2 separate regions of the Zea mays genome follow, and region 1 is linked to region 2. Evidence: chromatin contacts called from public Hi-C data. All regions are on one chromosome and are shown on one strand. Each heading gives the region's core, a stretch centred on a gene start, on an enhancer-like site or on the middle of the called end of the contact. The rest is flanking DNA. Distances are from core to core; before and after follow the strand shown.

Evidence for each region. A called contact is a pair of places that touch in the nucleus more often than the background predicts.
Region 1: a Hi-C map of endosperm shows a contact between it and region 2, with 2.3 times the contacts expected there. The contact joins the promoter of LOC103635013 here to the promoter of LOC100279184 in region 2. A contact is called at or near these places in 2 of 25 Hi-C or Micro-C datasets (endosperm and tassel).

What each region holds. Positions count from the first base shown.
Region 1 is chr8:29,487,777-29,490,476 of Zm-B73-REFERENCE-NAM-5.0, forward strand. It overlaps LOC103635013 (tRNase Z TRZ3, mitochondrial), which reads left to right and starts at 1,422. Exons shown (of 12, transcript XM_008657582.4): 1 at 1,422-1,904; 2 at 2,529-2,618. The coding sequence starts at 1,566.
Region 2 is chr8:29,067,580-29,070,287 of Zm-B73-REFERENCE-NAM-5.0, forward strand. It overlaps LOC100279184 (Putative VHS/GAT domain containing family protein), which reads left to right and starts at 1,297. Exons shown (of 10, transcript NM_001349010.1): 1 at 1,297-1,798; 2 at 2,683-2,708. The coding sequence starts at 1,698. LOC100279318 (eukaryotic translation initiation factor 3 subunit 6-interacting protein) reads right to left here and starts at 932. Exons shown (of 7, transcript NM_001152339.1): 1 at 330-932; 2 at 1-209. The coding sequence starts at 863.

The DNA of each region.
Region 1 (2,700 bases), core at 172-2,671, 420 kb after region 2:
CCCAACATGACATGTAAAAAGGTAAATTAAACCCATTTGGGTTTGACGTTGAGTCCATTTTCATGTCAAAGACTATCCTTTTAACTTACTCCTTGGTCTATTGATCCTTCTACTCTCATCCCACACTAGTTCGCTGAGATAGATATTTATGGTTTCTTGTCTTCCAAACTGCATCACATTAGATCGAAAGTACCACTAAATTGTCTTCAGTGGATTGTATAAAATAGGAGACACATGACACTGTTTATAAAAATAAAGTTTAAAATACAGGATACGTGAGCGGCTGAAGGCGATCTAATAGCGTTTGGTTGAAGAGCCAAGTAGAACGGAGCCGTTCTGTCCCACTTTTGTTGTTGTTTGGTTACAAAGTAACTAGAACGTAGTGGCTCCAATTAGGGAATATTCTCCTTAGATCTGGAACCATCCCACTCCAAAAAATCAATGGGACGAAGCCGCTCCGTTCCCAGCCCGCTCGCATAGCTCGTCCTCCCTTCCATGCGCAGCAGCTCGCACGCCTCCCTCTGCAACCAAACAAAAAACAGAGCCGCTCTGTTCCAGTTCACTCTGCAACCAAACAAAAAACAGAGACACTCCGTTCTAGCTTACCAAACACAGAACATAGCGGCTCCGTTCCTAGAATCAGAGATGGAACGGCTCCGTTCTACTTGACTCCTCAATCAAACACTAGCTAAGAACATAGAGTTGAGCCGTGCTAGTGTTGTTGTTTTGCGGGATCAGACTTTGGACCATCTAGAAAGTATAGTTCATGTGGCCATCTATAAACCGAGGTTTGATGGGATGGTCTGCAGACTGCATGAGGAGTATAGTTCGTGTGGCCATCTATAAACCGAGGTTTGATGGGATGGTCTGCAGACTGCAAGAGGCAAAAAGATATGAGAAAAAAAGAAACCTAAACTACCTGTGTCTCCTGCGTGATGGTGGTGCCGTGGTTAGGGGTGGATATCGAGTTGGCTCGGCTCGGCTCGGCTCGACTCGACTCGAGCTGGCTCGTTAAGATAATAAGTTGGCTCGGCTCGACTCGTTATGTTAACGAGCTAAAGATCTAGCTCGACTCGACTCGTTTGCCAACTCGAGCTAGCTCGTTTAGCTCGCGAGCCAGCTCGATAATATCATATCTAGTGTCTACGAACGGATATAAAAACATGTAGCAAAAGAAAAAGAGGAGATCTATTTAGAAAAAAAGAATAGAGTTTGTAACTTAAGATTCCACACTCAACAAAGAACAAGATTAACTATAGTAGAGTACAAGATTAACTATTTTGGATTAGAGATTATTGTGATTTGACTAATTACTCTAACTCATTTGGCTCGCGAGTCAGTTCGAGCTGGCTCGTTATCATAACGAGTTGAAATACAAGCCCATCTCGTTACAAATTATAAACGAGTCGAGTCGAGCTACTATCGAGTCGAGTGGATCGAGTTAACGACGTACGAGTTTTTCGTCGAGCCTAGCCGTGGTGCCCTCTCGCGCGGGTCGCGGCCCCCCAAACCCCGCCCGCCGCCGCCGAAATAAAACCGGCACACCTCTGTAGCACGCGCGAGCCATGCCGCAGGTGGCCGCCCCTCTCCGCCTCCTCCTCCCCCTCTCCCAAACCCTAGCAGCCCCCGCGCCTCTCCTCCACCACTCGCGCCGCCTCCTCTCCTCCTGCCCTGCTTCATTAAGCCGCGCCGCTGGCCTCCGCGCCCTCGCCTACCGCCGCCGCCGGCACACCGAACCTCGCCGCGGGACCAGCACGCTCGGGAAGGCTCCCGCCAAGGAGGAGATGGACAAGGAGGTGGCTTTCAACAGGAAGCGGGCCGAGGGGAAGGACGGAGGGAAGCGCGGCAGCATGGAGCTCAAGACCCGCAGGCTCAACCCCGTCAACACCACATGCTACGTGCAGGTGAGGGCATCACTGACTTGTGGATTCTTTCTGCTTGGCGCCATTTTACGTCAACTTTCTGATTCAAATCACTAGTATACCTAGTTTGGGGTTTATTCGAGGAGAGATTGGACCATGTGTGCAATTATAAATACCGTGGATTAGTAGTTCCAGAGGCCACATTTGCGTCTGTTAGCCTAACATTGCTAGGCATGAACCAGATACAATCCCAAACTGTTCTCATGGGAAGAGTAGAGGTAGCATACAAAGAATCCAAAGCCAAACCATAGGCCATCTAGTATTTAACTTATTTTTTGGTAAACAACTATCATTATTTAAACGTATTCTGTTGAATGGTGCAGAATTTACAACAAAGATACATCATCGACACACTCAGTCAATAATAACCATAAAAATCCACCCTAATCTCTGAGATTATATTGTAATAATGTGTAAAATATGCACTCAATAACCCCAGCTGCTGGCCTGGCCTTATGCAGCTGTCCCATTGGTGAATCACTGCATTGGTTGAACCAAATAATTAGTGTGGGGGCAATTTCTTCCCTTGAACTAGTTCATGAGTGCAGGAACTGTTGTTCTTTTGGTTTTCATTCAATCTCACTCCCCTTTGTTATTCCTGCGCAGATACTTGGTACAGGAATGGACACACAGGACACTTCACCTTCTATTCTACTATTCTTTGACAAACAAAGGTTTATTTTTAATGCGGGCGAGGTAGGTTCTGCTGTGATCTGGTTCCTATAATTTTTTCAGAACAAGCTAATAATTGGTTGTTGCCTAAAAAATAGCACACAAT
Region 2 (2,708 bases), core at 47-2,546:
TAATCCCCAAGGAGGCAGTGTATCCTGAGGAGGCCAATCATGCTGTAGTAGCCGAGCACCTTGAGCACGTTGCTCCCGCCCTCGTAGTCGTAGCCATCGGTGGCGGTGAACTGCTCCAGGCCCTCCTTCTCCCTCTCGAGGATCTGTGTGATCATGGACTTCTCGACCAGCGCCTGCAGGTAGTTGAGGACCCCGTACACGTTCCACGCCTGCAGGTACGTTTGATTTAGGGAGAGCAGAGCCGTGATTCACTGCCATTTTTTGGGCATTTGTTGGAGTCATGCACCTGGCAAGAAAGGGAAAGGGAAGACAAGACAAGTACTAGCAACCTTGTCGAACTGCTTGAGCTGGTTGAGCTCGTCCTCCGTCTTGGTCTTGAGCTTGGCGCGGTATTGGCAGCAGCTCTGGAACTGGTAGACAAACTCGTCGACCATGTCCCAGAGCCACTGGTTGGGCAGCTGCATGTTGACGACGCCGTGAAGGACGACTCTGAAGAGGTCGCAGTAGTTGGTCCAGGACTCGGCGCGGTGCGCGGCAGTGAGCGGAGAGAGGCGGGCGTGGGCGTGGCGGTACCAGAGCTCGCGGTAGAGGAGGAGGAAGACGGGATCGCCGTCGCAGTAGGGTGCGACGGCCTCCGCGGAGGGCCAGGGAGCGTCGCGGAAGAGGCGGTCGGAGAGGCGCTGGAAGCCGCCCTCGTACATCTGGTGGATCTCGTAGACGTTCTTGTCCCGGATGTGGCGGTACAGGTGCACCACGAAGGTCTTGACGGAGTCCGGCACGTAGCTGGGATCGTAAGCGTCCACCGCGTGCGGCGGCGCCGACGGCTGCAGACCGTCCTCCCGGTCGTAGGGGGCCGCCGCCATGGCTGGGGAACTGGGGAGGCAGGGGGGTTCAACCGTTCAAGGTCCGGTGGCGCGCGGTGGGATGAAGCCCTATTGTTTTGCTTGCCTGGCTCTTGGCTGGGTGTTGTGTCAGTGTGTGTGTGTGAGAGAGATGGGAGCTTTGCGGCTGCTTGCTACGTGGGCCGTAGGGTGAGGCGTGGGCCTACTTACTGGCGCCTTTTGCAGGTTGGGCCGGCCTGCGAGGTGCATTTGGTGGGTTTGGGTTGGCGCAAGCCGCGAGGGAAGGGAGGGCCGGGCGGCTGCCGGGTCGCCGTCGAGGCGTCCTCCCTCCCGAGTCCCACGAGCACGGAGCACCGGCCTCCGGTTCAGATTCGGTGACACGCACGGCACGGACGAACCCAACGGGGCACTGCTCACGGGAAAGAGAGAGGATTCCTCCGCCGCGTCCGCGTTGGACTGGACAGCTCACGCCGCTGCGAAAGCAACCAGCCAGAGCCAGATCCGTCGGTTCCAACGAAACATCCATTCACGCCCGCCACCGGCATCCCCATCTCCGATCCGCCGCAGCCGCAGTCGCAGGCACGTCCTCCTCTCCGGCCACCCGGAGCGCGGCAGCCAGCGAGCGAGCCACTGTGGTCGCCGTGCAGGTACCTAATTTTTGCAGCCCCCACAAAGTCAGAGGGTGGGGGCAAAAAAGAAAGGGGGAAGACAGTCACAGAGAGGTGCGCGGCCAACTTGCCTGGTGCGGGTGGTTTCGGGCACGGGCGAGCGCCATCCGCTCGCTGCCGATCCCAATCCGGCCAGCAGCGGCCGCCCCGCCACCGGGCCTCCCTCCGACCGTTCCCCCCGCCCGCCATGGCTGGTTCCATGGTGGACCGCGCCACCAGAGACATGCTCATCGGCCCGGACTGGGCTAAGAACATGGAGATCTGCGACATCTGCAACCGCGACCCCGGGTACGGACCCCCTCTCCCGCTACCCTGACCTGTCTCGGATTCGGGCTGCTCCCGCCATCAGATTCCCTCCCTATCCCCGCGAGATTCTCAATCGCGCCTGCGATCAGTTGTGGTTTTACGCGCTCACCCTTCTCGGAGTTAGGTTCCAACTAGAGGGGGTCCAGGCTGCTCGAATTGAGCTACCCGCCACATGCGTCTCTGCCAGGATCATCATTTCTGACTCTGCAATGTACCTGCCTTGCTCCGTTTGCATTCTCACGTCGTGTAGTCATTTTTTTAAACTGTTAGTAGTCTCCGATCGCACAGTAGAGGTGGGGGGGGGGGGGGGGGGGGGGGGGGGCTTCATTGGGTCATCATTGTTCAAATCATAATTGAGCAATCCCTGGTTTGGAAATAACTGTCCATGCTCCATTTGCTGATTAGGTCGTGTGGCAAAAGGGAATGCTACACGAGAGGGGCCCTTACTGTATCCTAACTAGGTGCTGTAACATACTTTTCCTGATCAATCACAGCGCGCTGCATCTATGAGGGAAAATATCCACAGACGATTTTACAAATGGCAAAAAAAAAAATAGAGGTAGACCAGTGGGAATATGGGGAAGATACTGTATTCTGGTTTCCATATTTTCAGTCCAAATGTTTTGATTCCGCATATGACAATATATTTGAGTATCTGAATCTGCTGGCAAATGATGCACTTTGTTTTTATTTGGTTCATGGCCAAGAATTGGGACTGAATATCAAACATTCTACTGGACTGAAATGATATAGCTTGCACTAGGTTGCTCATGTTCATTTCGTTTCTGCTGAAACAGAAGCCCATTTAATTTGCTTTGCCCTGCTGTCATTCTGTTATTGATTGTCCATATCTATGCTTGTAACAGGCAATCAAAAGATGTCGTCAAGGCAC